7 separate regions of the Mus musculus genome follow, and all the other regions are linked to region 2. The links are chromatin contacts, called in public Hi-C, HiChIP or PLAC-seq and promoter capture Hi-C maps. All regions are on one chromosome and are shown on one strand. Each heading gives the region's core, a stretch centred on a gene start, on an enhancer-like site or on the middle of the called end of the contact. The rest is flanking DNA. Distances are from core to core; before and after follow the strand shown.

What was found. Promoter capture Hi-C pulls out the DNA fragments that hold promoters and counts their contacts. Hi-C and Micro-C count contacts between places; a contact is called where the count stands out from the background. HiChIP or PLAC-seq counts read pairs in DNA pulled down with a chosen protein or histone mark. Capture Hi-C pulls out chosen DNA fragments and counts their contacts.
Region 1: a contact with region 2 is called in a FOXA1 HiChIP or PLAC-seq map of pancreatic cancer cells. The contact joins the enhancer-like site here to the promoter of Asb7 in region 2. A contact is called at or near these places in 7 of 39 promoter capture datasets (the 3T3-L1 cell line, HPC-7-derived erythroid cells, embryonic stem cells and 4 more), 1 of 15 datasets of contacts at CTCF or cohesin (the NIH/3T3 cell line), 3 of 484 Hi-C or Micro-C datasets (CD8 T cells, pre-B cells and pre-megakaryocyte-erythroid progenitors), 26 of 115 datasets of contacts at active chromatin or transcription factors (T-cell acute lymphoblastic leukemia, bone marrow-derived macrophages, cardiomyocytes and 15 more) and 1 of 9 other capture datasets (liver).
Region 3: an H3K4me3 HiChIP or PLAC-seq map of pro-B cells shows a contact between it and region 2, with 2.6 times the contacts expected there. The contact joins the enhancer-like site here to the promoter of Asb7 in region 2. A contact is called at or near these places in 1 of 39 promoter capture datasets (neutrophils) and 2 of 115 datasets of contacts at active chromatin or transcription factors (memory CD8 T cells and pro-B cells).
Region 4: a contact with region 2 is called in a Hi-C map of CD4 T cells, with 1.8 times the contacts expected there. The contact joins the enhancer-like site here to the promoter of Asb7 in region 2. A contact is called at or near these places in 1 of 484 Hi-C or Micro-C datasets (CD4 T cells) and 4 of 115 datasets of contacts at active chromatin or transcription factors (bone marrow-derived macrophages, embryonic stem cells and memory CD8 T cells).
Region 5: a contact with region 2 is called in an H3K27ac HiChIP or PLAC-seq map of the NIH/3T3 cell line, with 2.5 times the contacts expected there. The contact joins the enhancer-like site here to the promoter of Asb7 in region 2. A contact is called at or near these places in 1 of 39 promoter capture datasets (cranial neural crest), 2 of 484 Hi-C or Micro-C datasets (embryonic retina and embryonic stem cells) and 15 of 115 datasets of contacts at active chromatin or transcription factors (the 230-238 cell line, the NIH/3T3 cell line, T-cell acute lymphoblastic leukemia and 9 more).
Region 6: a promoter capture Hi-C map of liver shows a contact between it and region 2, with 4 times the contacts expected there. The contact joins the promoter of Aldh1a3 here to the promoter of Asb7 in region 2. A contact is called at or near these places in 15 of 39 promoter capture datasets (the 3T3-L1 cell line, 3T3-L1-derived adipocytes, the C10 cell line and 11 more), 3 of 484 Hi-C or Micro-C datasets (embryonic cerebral cortex, embryonic fibroblasts and embryonic stem cells), 26 of 115 datasets of contacts at active chromatin or transcription factors (the NIH/3T3 cell line, the SCID.adh cell line, T-cell acute lymphoblastic leukemia and 16 more) and 3 of 9 other capture datasets (adipose tissue, liver and pancreatic islet).
Region 7: a promoter capture Hi-C map of liver shows a contact between it and region 2. The contact joins the promoter of Lrrk1 here to the promoter of Asb7 in region 2. A contact is called at or near these places in 13 of 39 promoter capture datasets (the 3T3-L1 cell line, the C10 cell line, the HPC-7 cell line and 9 more), 3 of 484 Hi-C or Micro-C datasets (Th1 cells and embryonic stem cells), 19 of 115 datasets of contacts at active chromatin or transcription factors (the 230-238 cell line, astrocytes, bone marrow-derived dendritic cells and 12 more) and 2 of 9 other capture datasets (adipose tissue and liver).

The regions. Positions count from the first base shown.
Region 1 is chr7:66,304,267-66,306,966 of GRCm38.p6, forward strand. Lrrk1 (leucine-rich repeat kinase 1) reads right to left here. Exons shown (of 34, transcript NM_146191.3): 9 at 2,579-2,700; 10 at 1,127-1,264. Among named protein-coding and RNA genes, the nearest start is that of Gm45989, 24 kb to the left of the region's middle. Within about 2 kb of position 1,380, at least 76 of the 459 cell types and tissues checked have an H3K27ac peak or open chromatin away from gene starts, as enhancers often do. A contact at or near this core is called in CD8 T cells, bone marrow-derived macrophages, memory CD8 T cells and 5 more, where this site is marked.
Region 2 is chr7:66,688,275-66,690,974 of GRCm38.p6, forward strand. Asb7 (ankyrin repeat and SOCS box-containing 7) reads right to left here and starts at 1,287. Exons shown (of 6, transcript NM_080443.2): 1 at 826-1,287; 2 at 549-646. It overlaps Lins1 (lines homolog 1), which reads left to right and starts at 1,615. Exons shown (of 8, transcript NM_152815.2): 1 at 1,615-1,749.
Region 3 is chr7:66,228,947-66,231,646 of GRCm38.p6, forward strand. No RefSeq gene overlaps it. Among named protein-coding and RNA genes, the nearest start is that of Gm33442, 22 kb to the right of the region's middle. Within about 2 kb of position 1,440, at least 149 of the 459 cell types and tissues checked have an H3K27ac peak or open chromatin away from gene starts, as enhancers often do. A contact at or near this core is called in memory CD8 T cells, neutrophils and pro-B cells, where this site is marked.
Region 4 is chr7:66,195,385-66,198,084 of GRCm38.p6, forward strand. No RefSeq gene overlaps it. Among named protein-coding and RNA genes, the nearest start is that of Gm33442, 56 kb to the right of the region's middle. Within about 2 kb of position 1,382, at least 100 of the 459 cell types and tissues checked have an H3K27ac peak or open chromatin away from gene starts, as enhancers often do. A contact at or near this core is called in memory CD8 T cells, where this site is marked.
Region 5 is chr7:66,338,511-66,341,210 of GRCm38.p6, forward strand. All of the region lies in intron 3 of Lrrk1 (leucine-rich repeat kinase 1), which reads right to left. Among named protein-coding and RNA genes, the nearest start is that of Mir7057, 42 kb to the right of the region's middle. Within about 2 kb of position 1,306, at least 74 of the 459 cell types and tissues checked have an H3K27ac peak or open chromatin away from gene starts, as enhancers often do. A contact at or near this core is called in the NIH/3T3 cell line, where this site is marked.
Region 6 is chr7:66,426,123-66,428,822 of GRCm38.p6, forward strand. Aldh1a3 (aldehyde dehydrogenase family 1, subfamily A3) reads right to left here and starts at 1,355. Exons shown (of 13, transcript NM_053080.3): 1 at 1,192-1,355. The coding sequence starts at 1,290. It overlaps Gm33515 (a long non-coding RNA gene), which reads left to right and starts at 2,525. Exons shown (of 3, transcript XR_391552.2): 1 at 2,525-2,614.
Region 7 is chr7:66,386,897-66,389,596 of GRCm38.p6, forward strand. Lrrk1 (leucine-rich repeat kinase 1) reads right to left here and starts at 1,445. Exons shown (of 34, transcript NM_146191.3): 1 at 1,324-1,445.

The DNA.
Region 1 (2,700 bases), core at 130-2,629, 380 kb before region 2:
CCATGCTTGCTTAGGGGAGCCTATGACTTGATAGCCCTTCTTTTCTGCGATACGCATGTTGAAGGGATGCTTGCTGTCTTTTGGCCTTCTGGATGATCTGAGCAGCTTGTCTGCGATTGCTAGGGGCTGCACCTGGGTGTTTAAACATGGTCTCATTTCCCAGGCAATGTGGTCTGTGAGTCACCACCAGGCCCTACAGGGAGTGCCCTAATGCTTTTGGTGAACAGTTAGCAATCCCTTGCTCTGGGTCTCACAGGGTCTTACAGCCTGCCTGAAGACTCTTAGAAGGCAGTGGTCCAGTGCTCAGGACACAAAGTCTCTCCTTAGAGTGGTGGCGCTCCGTGGGAATCTCTGGAGGCCAGATGGAGTCCATCTCTGGCAAGCGTCAGAGTTTTGACTGGGGCTGGAGCTCAGAGGTTGGGCACTTACGGACTGTATGTGAGACTCTAGGTTAATTCTCCACTACAGCCAAAAACAAAACAAACGTGCCACCGTGAGTGAAGTCCTGAGGGTCATTATTTTTGATGAGGAAGTTCTCTAAAAGGTCCATATGTTAAAGGAACAGTAAAGCTGGGCACTCTGGCTCTCAGAGTTACTGGTAGGTGGTGGAACCTTTTAGAGCTGGGGCCTGGGAGAGGTGTTCTGCTCACTGCTGGTGTGCCCACGAGGAGGATATTGGGGCCACATCTCTTCTGTTTCCCTGTTAGTTCAGGTCTTGGCTGTGAAGTGAACAGCTTTGCTCTCCCATGGTGCACTTCCCCACCACAGGCCCCAAAGCACTAAAACCAACATGGTGGGTTGTATACGGACTGATACTTCCCAAACCTTGTGCCAAGGCAAGGCGTTTTCACACTGGTTGTCTCTGGGTTTTTATTATGAATGAGAGGTAATGAAAAGCTGACTAAGGCAGGCAAACAAGCCCTTCCCTGGCACAGCTGTTTCCTGGTGACTATTCTCCTTCCTCTAACTTGGCTCAAGACCGCATGTCTTTGATGGCTCAACTAACCCTTCACTTTTTCTACTTATGTGTCTCACAAACTCGGAAAAAGCACATAGGTTCCCCAGGGTCCAGAGTGCTTTTTCTTACCACGGTGGACAGTGAGAAATGAAGTGCCATTGGACTCACGTCAAGCTGGAACAATCCCAGGGGCACCTCTTTCAGAGAGTTCTCAGAGAAATCTGCATCCCGAAGGTGGCTTTTCCAAAAGACAGCCATTTTGTCTGGCAGCGATTCCAGGGCATTTTTGGAGGCTTTACAACATTTCTAGGAGTTTGAGGGGAGGGGGAGAGTGGTAAGTAGATTTGTGAGTGTAGAGCTGCCCAGAAGTCTGTTTGTAAATCTGATGTCAGAAGTGAGGCTACTGGGACAGGGCTCTGTGACCACAGTGCAGAGTGAGGAAGAAGGCTTCCAATTCTCTGTCTGCTGTGTTGTCCTGTCCTGCAGGAGCAGGGAGAGAGTTTCCTAGGGGAGACAAACGTGCCTCATCGTCTTCCCTTGATCACCATCCGGTCCATTGTCCTGGGAAATAACGGACCGATTCAGAGCCACGCTCTCGGGAGTCAACTGCTTTCCCCAAGGACGCGGCCAAACTAGAAATGCTTAGTCTTTGGTTTGAAACCAACAGAAACAAAGCACAAATATTCCTTATGTCATTCATCCGTTTCAACCAGCCAGATTCCCAAGAAACAAAAACCTCATTTAGTCTGCAGAGCTCTGGATACAGGCCCCTGCTTCTTCTCACTTCTTTAGTGCTCTTGAGAACCGCACCCCTTTTGGCATTTGTGTTGGTATGCATGCGTATATCTGGGTTTGCATGTGTGCGTATGAGTGCATGTGTGCATATGCGTGCATGTGTGCGTTTGCGAGCATGTGGAGACCACAGGTTAATGTTGGGTGTCTGACCAGCCAACCAGGGACTCTCCTACCCCCACCTCTCAGTGCTGGGATTACAGGCAAGTGTTGCCATGCCTGTTTTTTTTTTTAAGTTTGTGACATGTATGTACGTATGTATACATGCTCACATGTGTGCTTGTGGAGGCCAGAGGTTGACATTAGGCCTCTTCCTCTGTTGTTCTCCACCTCAGTTACTAAGACCAGATCTCTCGCTTGAACTCAGAGCTGGGAAACATGGTTGGTCTCACTAGCTAGCTCACCCTAGGAGTCCTGCTTTGGGTGCTGGGCTTACATTTGACCACCATGTCTGCATAGCATTTAAATGGGGGCTGGGGACCCAACTACAGGTCCTTATGTGTGCATGGCAACCGCTTTACCCACTCAGACATCTTTCCAGACCCACACTCAGCTTTTACTGTGTGTGGATTCTTGGGGGTCAAACTCATGCTTGTGTGGCAGGCCCTTTACCAAAGTGAGCTATCTTCCATCCCTTGTGCCATCATCCCGTGCTTTACAAAACGTTGTAGCAGCTACTGTGTGTCCCTTAGGCTAACTGGCTTACAGGGTGACAGCCTGACTGAAACTGTGGACCTCTCTCCTCAGCTACAATGTAGAGGAACAGGAGAAGACGTGAGGATGTAGAGAGCGGCATACAAACTCGGCTGTGGCTTTCAGGATACAAACCAAAGGGCAGGACCAGGGATCCGGGAAGCTCTTCAGGTTGTTCCTGGAGACATTCAGAGAGGTGAGAGACTTGAAGGAGTGCATAAATTGGACAGGGAGCTCTGTCAGCCTGTTGTCAGCTA
Region 2 (2,700 bases), core at 37-2,536:
AGCTACACACATTCACTTGTTCCAGGAAAACCAAATCCAATTATTTTCTTCAAAACCTGTAAGTTTCAGTCCTCCTGTTCACCTTCTGCTACTAAGTCATTATCAGTTAGGTAACTCTGAAGCTTTCCTGATGGAGGCATAGAGAGAAAAAAATGTACATGGGCAAAACAGTAAACTGTGGTTTAATTAAAAGCAGAATCATTCAGAATTAACAAGCAATTAACATGGAATTGAAGAATTCCTATGAGAGTATGTAAGGCGGGGAACTACAAAAAGGTCTCCAAGCCTCCGAGCAGAGTACATGACACAGTATACCAAAAGATAATGCAAAACACGGAAACGCTCTGATCAGGTCCCAGAAGACGTTTCTGGGCTAGAGAAGTTACTGGGGTGTTAAGGACCAGGCATGGGCAGTGCTTCTGGTTTTGCTAGGAAACTAGGATCTAAGAAAGCTTGCATTCCCAGGCAACCACCCTGGAAATAAAGCGTTACTTAATGAGGTAGGGGCCAGGAGTAAACAATGGGGGAAGGGAGGTCTGCCTCTTTACCTTTCAAGAGGATGCTGGTCCAAAGCACTCTGTTTATTGCTCCTCTGGTGGGTGGCCAGACCCCTTCTACTCGCGAGTGTCCTCCAGCAAGCTCAAACCTGGAAAACAGAAACCGATCAGTGGTGCAGTGATCCAGGGGCGAGGAGAGGGCTCTGAGGATGGGGGAGCTTAGCAAAGGCTGGAGGGTGGCAAGGGCAGGCAGGCTAGAGCAGGGCTTCTCCCCCAACCCCCACCCAGCCAGCCCCCTCCCCTCAAGGGAGGAAGAAACTGACTTTACCTGTGTCCTCAGTTGCAGCTCCTCTCTCTCCTTTCAGCCTCCTGCACATTCACCAACTTCTCCATTGAAGAAACACCCCAGGCAGGGCCGGACACCGTGTTCCTGATCCTCCTGGGTGCTTCACGGCCCCAACCCAGAGAGCATCCAGATAGTCGATCAGGCTGGGGGTGGCGGTCTTGGCCTCGGAGCAGCCTCCGGGAAGGGGCGCTGGGAGGAAGTGCCGGCTGGGTGGGGGGGGGGGGGGGCAGTCCCGGTCCAGGGGCTCAGACCAAGGGTCTGCCGCGCGCCGGGCCGGAGGCTTTCAGCTACCGAGGGACTCAAGAGGTCTGGGGACAGAGAGACCCTAAGTCATACCAGGTCCGAAGTGTCAGCAGCAGGGTGTCCCGACAGGGGGCTTTCGGGATGCACTTTGCACTGGGCCACCCCCGCCCCCTCCTTCCAGCACTTTGGGGTCACTGGGATGGGACCAAGCCTTCGACAGCCAATCAGCTGCCGCACTGGAGCCTGCGCTCCAAGCCGTAAACCAGATCCGCGGTGGGTGGGGGTTGGGGTAGGGGGTGGGGGCGACTTGGTTGGTTGGTTGCTTCCTTCTCCTCACACAGATGCCCCCACCCCCTGGCTGTCGTAAAGCTGCCCGCGGATTCGCGACAGTTAGAGGAGGCGGGCTAATAGAGGCTGGGACTTGTCTCCGATTGGTCGCTCTCCCTTCGTCCCCTCCGCTTCCCCGCAGCGGTTCTCCAGGCTCCACCCCCAGCCTGGAGACTCTAAGCGGTTGCTAAGAGACACTGTACTACGAATGGGGCTTCTACGCCTGCTGAGGGAGGGGCCGGCAAGGCCTTCCGTGGAGTACGGTGGCCTGGAGTAGGCAGCTGTGGGCACGAGTGGCCGGGCGATGGCTGCGTGGCCCGGCGGGATGGCAGCCAGGTAAGCAGGAGCCCAGGTTGAGCTGGGTGGCTGGAGCGACACGTGCGTGGCAGGCTGAGCGACGGGGGAGGCGACAGGGCCGAGAGCAGGCGATGAGGGCCCCTACTCGTCGTCGCTCTGCGGTGCTTCTTGGAAGCGAGTGGCGATGTTTGGTGCATCTGTCGGTCTCTGAGACCCGGTTAGCTTCCAGGCTGCCTCGCCCAGCCTGCGAGAGAGCACGCTCTTTGGGATCGCGAGGCTGGTTCAAGGGCTTGCCTGCGAGGATAGCGACCCTAGTGGTTTCTTGTGAATGAAAAGAGCCGGGGGAGGGGGGCGCAGAGTGGGCACATTGATACATTGTTTAAATGCATTGATTCTTTTAGCAAGTGTCTACTGGGTTGACACTACTCTAGTTGTTGGGGAGACTTTGTGAACTTTTCTTTCCTTTCTTTCTTTTCTTTCTTTTTTTTTCTTTTATCTTAACAAGAGAAGATGAAACTGCAGAATGATTAGGGAAAAAAAAAAACCCACAAAGTAATGGAATACAGTTTGACTAGGATGCGCTAGACTCTTAGATTGTGAGCCAGGTCTCCCAGAGAATGACATTTATGCTCTGTGAATGACAAAAAAAACTAGCCAACAAAGATCTGAGGGAAGGCCTTTACAAGCAGTTAATCTGAAGTGCAAAGCCTTTGGTACTTTAATAAGTTTAGGGGAACTGTGACTGAGTAAGGGGAAGAAAGATGGAAATGAGATTAGGGGGTGTGGGCAGACTGCAGATTTTGCAGGAATGTATAGGTCATGCCAGAATGATTCCCGTTTCTATGTTTTGCATTGATCACATAATAGAGAAAGCTGTTATGGGAATTGGATTCCTGGGGATGATGTAACCTATTGCGATATTTTGTTGCAGGTGGGAGTCAGTGTTCGATTTGCCTCTGGGTCTTTTTTTTTCTAGGCTGATACTCGTAG
Region 3 (2,700 bases), core at 190-2,689, 460 kb before region 2:
ATTTCTGAAGTGGACATAGGCCCTTGCCAGACACTGAGCAACCTTAATCTTACATGGCTAGTCCCCAGAACTGTGAGGGGAGTAGGTTTCTCTGTGTTAAATTACCTGGGTTAAAGTATTTTAGACCCAATCTGAACAAACAGACATCCTCTCTGGGAAGCCATTTCCTACCTGTAAAGTGAGTCCAGGAGGTAACATGTATCCTTTATAATAGATTCTTGTGTGTGTGTGTGTGTGAGTGTGTGTGTGTGTGTGTGTGTGTGAGTGTGTGTGTGTGTGTGTGTGTGTGTGTGTGTGTGTGTGTGTGTGTGTGTTTATCCTGGATCAAACCACACCCAAGCACATCAGTTGTATGATCCCCTGAGCCCTACTATATCCTTCCCTTTCTCTCTCTATATGTATTATTATGTATACATACAGATACAGACTGTCTTATTAGGCAAGCCTGAACAGTAGCAACATTAAGGATCGTGGTAACTGCAAGCTCTTCCCCAGATATGGAGGGAATGAGGATCTGCCTCTTGAAGCTGAGGCTGAATAACTACCGTTGCCTCTGCTTGTCCTTTGTCTCCTGAGGACAGTGGGAAACAATAGCTCCTTAGTCCTGCATACTGGGGTCCAGGTGAAGGGGAGCTACTGGTCTCAGCCAGTCACTTCCTCTGGGTCTTATTGCTTGCTGTGGATGCCCCCACAGAGCTACAGCTATATGAAAGCCCTTTGCATAAGCCACAGGCAGGGCCAAATCCAGGTGGAGTCTCGGGTTTATCTTGGCAGCTTGGTTGTAGATGATGTATGGATTGTCGGTAAAGGAGTTGTAGGCTATCTGTGCCCAGATCCATGCTGCAAGCTGCGCGAGCAACGGACAGTCTTCGTTCCCTCAGAGCTCGGATCCTCCAGAATGGCTGAAGCATTTAACCCTTCACCCCCAACCCCCAGGAAAGATCTGCCTCCAGGGCCTGTGGACTGGGCGGATGCAGAACCTTTACTTCGCCAAGCTGTGGAAACACAGGGGCTGTTCTTCAGCATGGTCCAACTATCTTTTGAACTTCCCTGCTGTGAGGGAGATCCATGATGGAGCCAAGGCAGCCAGAGGCCCTGGACCAAGCCACACCTGAAGCTTTCAACTCAGATATCTCAGTTACATCAACCTCTAAGCCCCTACTGACTGGTTTGCTCTTGATTCAGGGATCATTCCTTACAGTACAAGGGCAAAGCTCCTCATCTCCTTCAGTGCCTGGTACCCAATTCAGGGCCTGAGCCAAGCTAGGGAACACACACACACAGATCATGAACCTTTATCCACCTGCAGGCTGCTGGGGTGCCAAGTCCTGGGTCAGGTGCTGGAGATCAAGGATGGGTGACACCCTCAGTTACACATGTCGTCTGTGGGGCAGATCTGAGACAAAGCCATGGTACCCTGTGTTGATTGTTGTGGCTTTCCAGAGGAGGTGAATGACGTTTTTCAGAGCCCAAAACCTCCTGGCAGAGCCTACGTGGCTGATGGGTACCACCAGTGTGTAGAAATAATACCAAAAGCAGAACTCTGTGCTAAATCTCTCTGCTGCTGTGGGGGCCCCAGGCCAGCCCTTCTGCCCTGGAGCGCTGGCAGGAAGAAGCTTGGGGGAGACACAGGAAGACACTTGTGGCTGAGAGCCCCAGGAGAAAGGAGGGGACAGAGCCATTTCTTTCCAGCCCCAATTGTAAAGAAATGGCTTTCTTCTTGCCCGAGTGCCGCTTGCTTCCCACGACTGGGGAAGGGACAGATTCGTGCTGTGTTTTACTGATGCCTTCCCTGGGCCAAGCTGGGCCTGAGCAGGCTGATGTGCCCACAGCTGGCCTGGCCGTACCCATACTACAACCGCTGTCTTGTTGGCCCTGCCTGGGCCCCGGCCTCCACATCCAGCCAGAGAAACTTGGCTGTGCTGCAGTTTTCAAAATAAAGTGGTTTTCATTTCATAGTCACAAGAGGTTACAAAATAGAACTGGGGCTGGTGCTTCTCATATTATTTATGCAATACTCCCCCCCCCTTCCCGTCCCCAAGGCGAATCACAAAGGGGTCTTTGTTCTCAATAAGTTCAAAGTCAGCTCCTCCAAGGGGAAACTTGTGCGGGATTGCAAGCAGGAGACTGGGTTTTACAACGCCTGGCTGTCAGAGCAGAAATATGGTCCGCAGCAGGGTTCCTGTAAGCCTCTGGCTTCAGGAGCCAGGTCTCTGGATTTCCAGCGTGAACTGGGTGGATGGGGCACTGGGTTGGGGCAGAAGGGAGACAGCCACTCACTTCAGCGTACCAGGGCCCCAATGCACCCTGTCCGTGAGGCTTGTTTTTCCTATCTGCAGAGCAAAGCTTTTATTTCCTGGTCTCAGTCAAAGGAGTCTGTGCATGGCTTCAGAATGGCTCTTTTAAGAAGGGGAGGGGTCAGTACTCCAGACCCTAGATTGCTCTTTTAAATGTCTGATAGTTTAAATAGTTAGGCTATTGGTTTAAGAAAAAAGGATATTTTAAATAAGCCAAGTCTGGAGATATAGGTGGGAGGCATAGTGAAGTATAAGGCCAGCCTCGGTGAGGAACCATACATAACTATATCGGTAGAAGGCAGAGTTAAGTATAAGGGCAGCCTCAGTGAGGACACCATACAGAGTGAGCTCCAGGTCAGTCTTGGAAACTCTTAGCAAGATCATGTCTCAAAAGAAACAATTT
Region 4 (2,700 bases), core at 132-2,631, 490 kb before region 2:
AGATCACACAAGACACTTGATGGCCTCCTCTGACTGCTGTGAACGCACACACATGCACAGACACAGATGCACCCATCCACACACATGCACAGACGCACATAGACACATACATACACAGACCCCACAGACACAGAAATACACACAGACACAGACAGATGCACAGGCACAGATCTAGACACACAGAGACATACAGATACACAAATATAGACACACACACACACACACACACACACACACACACACACACACACACGGTTGTTGAGAGATGGCTCAGCAGTTAAAAACACTGGGTGCTTGGGTACCCAGCACCTATATGGTGACTCACAACTACCTGTAACTCCTTTTTCAGGTGGATATAACATCCTTTGGCCCCTGAGTTCTGTGAACACATATGGTGCACGTACATGCATGCCTATATGTATACATGCAAATTCTCATGCACATGATAATTAAAATAAATATTTTAAAACTATGTGTCTGTGAGAGAGAGATAGAGTATATTTATGTTCATGTACATGTGTACATGTGTGAAGGCCAGAAGAAGAGGGCACAAGTGTCCTTCTCTATCACCTCCCCTTGTCCTCTTGAACTAAGCCAGGACCTAGATTGACAGCCAGAAAACTCACTCCTTCTGTTTCCACACCCTCCATGGCTGGGGTTGTCACTGTTCACATAGCCATGTTCAGCTTTTTCTGTGGCTGCTGGCATCTGTGTTTAATTCCCATGCTTCCACAGTGAATCCTCTTACCCATGCAGTCATCTCTCCATAAGCCCTGTCACTAACGCTCTAAGAGCTATCTGGGACACAGTAGGGTAGGTTGCCATGAATCTATCCTCCTTCCTATCCTAACTTCCTTCCTTCTTTTCTTCCTTGATTCTCCTCCTTCAATCCCCCCCTCTTCTCCCTCCCTCCCCCTTTCTCCCTTCCTCCTCCCATTTTTGGGCATGATGTCATCTTCAGGTTAAGCTTAGGAACTCTGATGAATCCATGGGCGGACAACCTTAACTAGTACTTTTTTCCTTCCATCCTATTATTTCTTTAAACTATACTATCAGAAGTGGTAGTTAAAGAACTTAAAGAAGAGGGATACTTTTTTTGGTGTTTTTTAAAAGGTAGTTGGCAAATTTCCTTCCACAAATCCTGAGAGTTGATTTGAAGACCCCCAGAATAAATATTTCGTGCTGCTTTAAGATAGAGCAGGGCTTCAGAACACGCCAGGATGTCTCTTCAGCTTTTGGAAGGCTCCAGTGTCTGTGTTTCTGGAAGGTTCTAATCAGCAGCTCTATTTTTGTGGGTGGCTGGCGCGGCAGAGAGGCTCTGTGGCTGGGTGGCTGATAAGGTTATCTGGGGACTGTTTCTGGCAGTTCAAGTGCCTGTTGTACAACTTGGGGCTGGGGAAGTCGGAGGGCTGGGCAGGGCGGGGACTTCGTCGTCTTAGAGCTTGCCTTTCTGTGAGAGAGGAATAAAACCAAAGGTTCCACTACCCAGAGGCCCCTCATCTCCACCATCCCAAGGCTCCCCGCTGTAGACTGTTGGGTATAGATAGGTAGGAATGGTTGTAGCATCCTATGACATAGCCCAAAGGGTGTACCTCCGTGCAGCCCAGCTGGACCCACCAGGAGCCAGTGGGGTCAGGAGAGTTGGGTCCAGCCTAGACAAGAGACTGGCAGTGGAGTTAGATCACAACCTATAGACGGACAGGGCAGGCACCCCACCCACCATTCAACCACTGTGCACTCCGAACAGACAGGGCTCAGGGGAGGAAGCCTGCTAGCCCTTGGGCCCACACATGGCTTCAGGCAGAGGCAGCCAACGCTGTGGAGGCTGGCCTGGAATCCACCCAGAGGAAGCCCCACCTGGGACTTGACCAGGGGTAGTTTTGCTTCCTCTGGGGTGGGAGGGTGTGTGGGGACCAGAGCTGAGAAAAGCCTGTGCCTGAACCTTCAGAAAAGAGAGTCTAAACAGAAGCCACTTCCAGGAAGGGGTAGAGCTGGGGTGTCAGAGATCAGGTTTGGGGCTTCTCAAGTGGGCAGGTTCAAGCTGCTTTCCCAGGCTGGTCCCCTAAACCGCATATCTTCACACCAGCAACAGTGACAAAATAACATCGCAGCGCCCATCCTTAGACTGTACTGCTTAACTCTGAGCTGTGGGGAAGAGGCTACTCCCTTCATGCTTAAAAAAAAATAGAGGAGGAAACCAAAGTACACATCCATAGAGGCTGAAAAATGACCTCAGGTCACACAATCAATGAGAACTGAGAGTCAAGCTATGATGAGCTAGCTCCAGCACCCAAGGGTCACATGACCACATCCCAGAGCCTCTCAGCATTGTGGAGTGATGGCTGCATGCTGGTGCCACCTTAAGAAATTCATGGGTGCCAAAGAAGCTGGAGGTAGAGTGGGGGCTCCAAAGCCAATAGATGTGGATCACACTGAAGCTAGCTCTGGCCAATGGCTCTAGCTCTGTAAGCCTTGGGTGCGGTGTCTGTGACACGGAAGCATAAGCCCTGAAGACGCTGAGGACTTCCAAGCTCCATCCCATTCAAGGACAACAGCGGCTATGACCTCTCTGGCCATCTGGGGTGCAGAGGGGATGTGAGCTTCCCTCCCTAGTCCTCACCTCTCCCTCATGCCCTTTAGTTCTGTAAGTGTTATCCTGAATGTAGAGCCAGCATCCTCCCAGAGCTGTGGTTCTGTGCC
Region 5 (2,700 bases), core at 56-2,555, 350 kb before region 2:
TTCAGTAATTTTAAAATCAGTTTAGATAGCATTGAAATTTTACCTTTATTAGATAATTGCCTTGTTTTTAAAAATCCCCTCTTTCTATATTAAGAGCTGTATTAAGCGATGGTTCCGTTTGCTTCAACTGTCAAATACAACTCGAGGGACAAAGAATGAACTAACAGCCTATTCTGTGTGCTTGTGCTTTGTTCTCACCAGGCTCCTAATTCCCAACAGCCCTTGCTTGGTTCGTCCTTTAGGTATAGCTGCTCCGTTAGGGACACCTTCCTTCCAGACGTTAGTTCTCTCATCTCCATCATTCCAGAATGTATTCATTTTCTCTTCCTTCTTGAGGGGTATTCTCCAGGCCATGGGGCTTTAAGTTGACCCCTCTCCTTCGTTAGTGCTTTGTGTCACTTCCCCTGGATCCTTGGTGTCTGACAATGTCGTTCAAATTGTTCCCCCCCCCCAAGGAAACATATCTCCTTCTCCCTCTTCCTCTCCCTCTCTCTCTCTCCTCCCCCCAGAGCTTCAGAGCTTTCAATAGTTTTGGTTTTGTTTCTTTTGTTTTTATGGTGGCTTGAGTATGATATGTGGGGAGCACTGGTCACTGACATCGCTCCTGTCGGGGACCTTCTTGCTTCTCCACTCTGCTGGCTTTGTCTTCTCTGCTTTGGAGGAGTTTTCAGTTTCCTAAATTAGGGTTCAGTGCGTTTCCTTCCACTCCTTGTGGACTCTGAGAGCATGAGTTCAGCTAAAATTCTTACCTCCTCTGGGGCTCTTTCAATCTCTTGCTCCTTCCTCACTCCCTCTCCCCCTTCCTCTTCCCCTTTCTTCTCTACCCTTTCCCTTCTCCATCTCTCCCTCTCCCCTCCCTTTCCTTTCTTCCTTCCTCCATCCCCATCTCTCCCTTTTCTCGTTCTCTTCTCCTTCCTCTCCTCTCCCCTCCCCATATCTCGCCCTCTTTCTTCCCATCTCTCCCCCTTCTTTTCCATCTCCCCTTCTCCCATCTCTCCTCCTCCCTGTGTCTTCCTTTTTCCCTTCCCTCTCATTCTCCCCTTCCCTCCTTCTCAATCTATCAGGGTATAGATTCTTTCTTCTGTCTTCTCTATTCTAGACTTGAGTCTGTCTACAAAAGAAACCTTCAGCTATTGTATTTTAGAGATTCTAAAATTTCCATTTCATCCCCCTTTGCTCCTCCATGACACTCCTTCTTTGGTGACTCCTGCTGTTTACTTTTGCTTTAAGCATGCTCGTGTTTGCTCGCAGGAGTGTTTGGTCTGTTTTAGAGGTCTTGTCTGAGCTTCCAAACGTCTGACTCATCCAGCTGCGGACACTGTGGCTGCCCTGTTCTCTCTGAGTGATATTTTTCTGTTTCCTGAGGAGAGTGTGTTTATTAGGATCTGGTGATTAGTGAAAATGTATTTTAGGAACGGGATCCTATTCAAGTCCTGGGCTTGGACTCTGCTAACTCTGGTGGGTGAACAGTTGTGTGGATTAATCACTCCTGGGAAAACAGGAACTACTCAGAATTAGATGGGACAAGGGGAATGGACTCCTGGGTCCTGTTGGGCAGGAAGGTCTTTCATGCTCCTTAGGTCTCCAGTGAAAGCAGTGTGTGTGTGTGTGTGTGTGTGTGTGTGTGTGTATGTTGGGGGGATGGTTATTATATTACCACCTAGTGCCTGAGTGCTGATTAACGTCCCAGCTCCCAGCAGACTTCTTGGATGACTGGGACAACTTTTACAGCCTGGCTGGGTTAGAGCCTCTCCACCTGGCCTTGGCAGGAGTGTGATGGGGAAGGGCTGCAGACACTGCTATGGTGTGGCTGGGCGTTGCCTATAGACTGTTTTTTCATGCTGCCCTTGCCTAGTGCTCTGCCTTCCCTTAGAGCTTCTTTGTCTGTGTCCATTTGTTTCTGAGTCGCCAGCTTCTTGTTGTTCTATCAGGGATGCAACGAAGGTGAGAGGGACCCCCCAGAGGTGCAACACCCCCCCCCAGCTCTGACCACACTAGCAGGTCTTTTCTCTCTCACTTGAAAATGTCCACTGCAGTGCATGCAGCATTGCTGTGTACGGAATGTGCAGGGTTCTCAGCTGCACCGAGAGAGGAATGCTGAGACGCACACCAGTTCCACCAGCTTCTCTTCAGTTTTTAAAATCACGCCTAATTGTTTTTATTTTTTATATGCACTAGTACATGACTTTCTTCTGCATGCCTGCATCCATTCGTCCTTCTTAATAGAAGTTACCGGCTTATTTACTGAAACTATATTGGAGAGCTTTTCAAATTGTGTTGAGCTGTTATCTGACGCTTTGGGAATTCTTCATAGCATCCTACAGCCAGGGAACACTGGGGATTACATCACCTTGTGGACCCAACAGTTGGGCCATCTCGCACACATAGGTGTGGCCCCGAGAATTCATAACCAGAGCAATATCAAATGTCCTCTTCACGGTGCTCATTGTCTCCCAATCTCTGACTTTTCTGAGAATTGGCTAGAGGCTTAAAAATGGAATCATTTCTAACATTAAATTAAATGATTAAGCCTAGGCTAACCAAAGTAATGCAAACAAAGTATTGATGAAGGGTTTCCACGGTAACATTCAATTCTTATTCCCCGTGAGCTGTTGGCAGGAGGGTAATTTTGGGTTTGCTTTTTAGCCAATGGTTTGGCATACGTCATGTATGAAAGTGTCAAAACAAAACTCACTGTTT
Region 6 (2,700 bases), core at 105-2,604, 260 kb before region 2:
TTTCAGTCTTCCCAGGACTGTGCCTCTCTTGATTACAGAGCCTTCCTTGGGAAAACAGTTCATGTAAATGTCATGCAATTTATATGTCGGCACGGCCGACTTCAGGGGGACTAAGTACCAACATATCAGAATCTGAAGCCCACACATAGCGACCTGCCACTTTCACCTTTTGATTAAAATTATTCAAGAGGGATAATTGCTACTTTTGAAAATAAAAACCCATGAAGGCGGCTTCTTAGCATCGTGTCAGCTGGAGTTGAGCTCGGTGGACAAGACAGGAAAATAAGAGGGGTTGAGGTTTCCAGACCTGAAGCCGATGGAGCGCTGTGGTCCCTCAGACGCCCGCCAGTACACCTAGCAGTCAGAGCAGCGCATCTCTGAATTTAGACTTGTTCTTCCTCTCTGAGCCTTCTCTGCTCCCAGACATCATTGTCCCTGAAGCTCTGGGCAGGTGAGCTCACCACTATGCTAGTTCCAGCCTCCCAGGAAAGGGCAAACACCACCAGGCCTGCCTATGGTCTTGTTCAACCCGCAGCTCCTTCCCTGGGCCCAGATCGAGAGGCCTTGAGGAGTACTCCTCAATGACGTCCATCTTTCCTCCCCTGCTCTCCTGGTAAGCTGGGATCAGACTGAACACAATGGACAGGACGGACGGAAGGACGGACGGGGTACTAGACCCTTCTCTCATTGCCCAGGAAGACTTACTTCCAAGTTGCAGTTCCTGGTGTGCCTCAAACTCATCCTGGAGTGCTCAGGTATCTCTAGCCCCCCTCCCCCGCCCCCTAACCCAGGTCCTTCAGCCCAGAAAGCCCTCTACCAAGAAGTCGCCCTATGCCCATTCACCAAAAGCACCAGCACTCAAAGTGGGCGGTGGCCCGGACACTGGGGGTGGGGGTGGGGGCGGCTCTGCAGGCTGCAACTCCCGCACCGTGGGCGCTGCACTCACTGCATCGCTCCTGCTCCTCTTCTGGCTTTGAGGCTTAGATCGTTCAGCCAGAGGTGCAGGTTTCCATTCTGGGGTGCCCCTCAAAAAAGTGCAGTTTCCAAGGAGCCGGCCCCCACCAGAGACGCTCAGGTGTGGGCAGCTCCCTGCGGACTCCCAGCACGGTTGTATCTTGGTCCCCACTCTCCCTACCAGGCTGCTCGGCGCAGGAGTCCCAGGCCGTCGAGTCGACAGCGCACCCTCCTCACCTTGGTGAACTTGACCTCCAAGTTGCGGATGGGGCGCGGCAAGGCAGGCGGTTTCCCATCCGGCTGTCCGTTTTCCACAGCCCCGTTGGTGGTAGCCATAACTGGTTCGCACTCTCCGGTCCGTGTCCCCGACGCACCAGCTTGGCCTGGGCGGTGCGCAGCCTGCTCTGGGTGACAGCTCCGCGCCTTTATGCAGCGCCCCACGCCTCCCGCCCAAGGGGGCCGCCTAATTGGCTGCAGGACGGAGGAAGGGAGGGCGGGCGCGGGAGAGGAGGAGGGGACCCGGCCGCCGCTGCTACCCCTCCTGTTGTCCCTGCCCCTCCGGGAGCGGGACGGTCCCAGACCGACCTAGGCTGCGGCCAGAGAGCTCTGTCTGCGCATCGCTGGGCGGCCACACCGCGGGCTTCCGCAGCCTAGTAGGCTGCCCTTCTGCGAACTTGGGGGCCGGGGGCACCAAGGCCGGGAATTCCCAAGGGTCGGACATCCGTCAGGGCAGGGAGCCGGCTCGTAGCGATCGCAGTAACAGGCCTCTCTCTGGGCAATCTCGAGATTTTGTCAGAGGCACCTGCGGTCCCCGGACCACCGCAGCGGCTCTCCAAAACTTCGGCGGGAGTGAGCGCTCTCTCCGGGACCCTGCGTTGTGCCTCCCAGGATCTAGACGTCTTGTGGTCACCACCCGTGGCTGCCTCAATTTGGGGTCCAACTGCCAGAAGCCTGCGCTCCATCCTTCCCAAGCTAGGGCCGCCAGCGGAGGAGGTCTACTCTGAGCCTGGCTGGCAGGAAACTTCCGTCACACCCACGACAGCAGGCTAAGCGACAGCTCTTATGCGCAGCCTTATGGAGTTTTGCGGCTGATGGTCCTGTGACCTTCATATAAGTACGCACAACCCTAGGGAGGCAATTATTTTAATTTTTCAAACGCACAAATTAAACTTCCGTTTTAAAAAAATGGAAAAAAAATCCCCAAAACAAAACATGAGATCTTTGCAGCTAGTTGCTTTCAGACTAAAAGCTCTTAATGTTTATGTTGCTCAGAACTGCCAAGAGGGGCTGTGGGAAAGGCATGTCCAACTCGTTTAGGAAACGCTTCTTTCAGCCCAGGACTTAAGACTTAAGCTTCATCCGAAACCCGGAGAAGTGTCTCACCCACGTGTAGGGTGGCTGCATCAGGGGGTGAGGCTTGAACTCCCCACAGAGGAGGGGGTTTAGTCCTTAGAGAGATTTGGCCATGTGCTTCTGTGTAAGGTACCTCCCTCTGCCTGTTCTAAGGACTCAGCCTCCATTTCTGTTCCCCATGTCCTTCCTCACTGTCTTGTCACTAGGAATCCTTCTGGATAGTGGAATAAGCAGTAAACCTTCAGAAGGCCCTATTTGAGCTGTGCCCTCTCAGACAATCTCCTGCTATTAAGGATTGAGCATGCAGGTGAGAGTGGGGATGGGGGGCTGTGGGCCCCCAAATGAGCAAGGACTGACAGGCTTCTGAGAATCTTCCTTTGACACTAGGGTCAC
Region 7 (2,700 bases), core at 195-2,694, 300 kb before region 2:
GAATCTCCCATCTTGAAGTGGGGGCATCTGGGATTGCACCTTTGTCTCATCTGGCTTTAAGCGGATTCTGAATCTGAATTCAGATCCTCACACGTGATCAGCAAGTGCTTTGTATACTGAGCCATCTCCTTAGCTGGTTTATTTAGTTAGTTATAATAATTATATCCAAACTATTAAGGAGACTGTTGTAGGTGTGGGGGAAGGAAACGTTTGGCTGACTAGAAAAGCCCCTCTAAGGACAAATTAGGTGTTGGTATGCTATATTCTTCTGGAACATGAGCAAGGACAATGAAAACCAAATCACAGAAAGAATTCAATGCTAAAGTTTTTCAAAGTGTACAAATCGTAGGTCCTTTGATGCTGCTATGTGAGTGTGAGTGACCAACTCATCAAAAATAGGTTATTTGGTGAGAATTTGCTAAGAGAATTTGCCTTTAAGACCCTATCTATCCTGCTCCGGTTTTTGCAGGGATGAGCATCATGTAAGAGAAAAACGTAATGGCCTCAAACTATTAAAAGCCAGACTGAACTGGCTGTCAGCATCCCTAGAGTCTCTCCATTGCTGTCTTTCTTACTGCCCCTCCAGGAATTCTTGTTCTCATCCATTAAGGACTGCCACTGGCTCCAAGCAACAGAGCCCATAGGCAAAGTGATGGGACCACAGGGTGAGAAACATGCCCCACGCGTGGAGCAGGGGAAGACCTCCAGACCATCCAGCACCACCCGGCTGTCCCGCACGCGCGGGAAGAGCCTCGCTGGGCCTTTGCCTCCAGCCACTCGCGCCCACGAACTCCCACGCTTAGACCCCACCCCCACTCCCAAGTTAAAAGTCAGGCTTTTTTTTTTTTTTTTTTTTTTCCAAACGCAAAAGAACTTTGTAGTCTCCCTAGTGTTTCCTACTTTTGTTTCTGAACTCGGCTCCCCGCCCCCGCCCCGCTCCGATCCCAGGCTGGTTTTCGGCTGCCCCAGCTCCCGGGTTCTAGCTCTGCACTCGCTTTAACCCTTCAAGGGGCGAGGGTCGCTGCGCAGCCCAGAGAGGCAGCGAAGAGACCCCGGGCAGCCCGAGTTCCAGACGCCCACCGGAGCTGTGACCTGCGGGTCCCGGACACAGGCCGGGGTCCGGAGCACGCGGTCGCCCGGGGTACGGGGTGCTGAGCTGGGGAGAGGAGCTGTGGGGCGAGGCGAGACGCAGGGCACAAGCAGGCGACGGCGGCTGCACGCGGGGACCCGGGCGCGGGACGGGGTGGTGCGGGCAAAGCTTGGATCTAAGGTGCGGGCTTCGCTCGGGTCCTCGGACAGGGCGCGGGTCGGAGCAGCACTTACCTGCGGCGGCAGGGTCTGGAAGCCGCGGATCGGCGACATCAGAGGGCCGGGGCCTGCCGGTCCTACCGTACTCTGCCCTGCAATGCTCTGGCCGCCGGGGGCCAGACGCACTTCCTCAATCCTGCGGCCGCCTGGCGGGCGGAGAGGGCGGGTGGCGCGGAAGCAGGGCTGTGCCAGAGGGTCGGCCGCCCCGACCTCCCCTGGATGGCCTGCCTCGGTTTCCCTAGCTGCAAGATGTCGGTGACCAAGCTCACTGCTCTTGTGCCTCGGTAGACGCTTGGGTCTTGAAACTTTGTGGACTCCTCTCCAAATTTGAATGCTTTGCTGCCTTCCCTGCGGACAGGCACAGTGACAAGGTTGTGCCTTTCCTACCCTGCTCGAGTAACAGATTAATTTTTATCCTGTTTGCTGGCCATATACTGTGACTGTAAATATTAAGAGAGCGAGAATATTAATGTGTGTGCAGGTCTTTATGGAGCGGTGCAGAAACTACATTTTAAAAGTTGATGTTTTGTAAACTGCGCTTTTTCACCACACGAGTTCGCTAACTTAAATTATGGACGTTTGCAAAGATATTACTAGCTGATGAATATTTTTCGATTTTCGAACTCCGGAGTAGCTGGGATTACAGGAGCATGCCACCCTGACTGGCTGCTTGTGGCGATGAGGTGGAATGTTGTCAGTTGATTCCACTGAAGTTAATAACCAAACGCGGCTATACACTCAGCAGGCAAGCTTCGGATTCCGCTCGTTTTCCCCGAGAAAAGATAATCCTTGGTAGAAAATCAGTACTGGACCGAAGTGCTTCTTACTGGTAAGAATGAATATTCCTGAGACCAAGTGCAAAGAACATTGACAGACCGCCTCACTGGCAGCTCACAGAATTTGAGAAGCCGTGGGCCGCCTGAGATATTTTGGGAACACCTCAAGTGTTTGTTTAGAGTTGGAGTTTGTATCCCTAGTTGGCAAGGCCACAACCTCGCAGCTCTTCTACGTTCGCTCTTCTTTTCCTCCATCGAACACTGTTACAAAAATGTAGGTGGGGTTCTGCAATCCTGTCCTCACCACCGAGGTCCTCAGACCAATTAGCAAGGCCAGCAACATGACTGCTATGGAAAAGTCCCTAATAATTTGCAAGGCATGGCGTCAGCAGTTTGAATGAGCCTGGCTTGGTGGCGCCTTCAGGGCATACATACATCACTGCCACCTAGCGTTACTAAAAGGAAGTCCATGTCTAGAGCCAGGACCAACACACACTAAGAGGACTTGTGTTGCCTATGCTTAAGTGGCAAGAAATTTTCCACTTTAAACAATCTTAGAAATAGGTTAAGAAAAGTGCCCAATTTAAAACAAACAAACGAGCAAACAAAGGTCTGG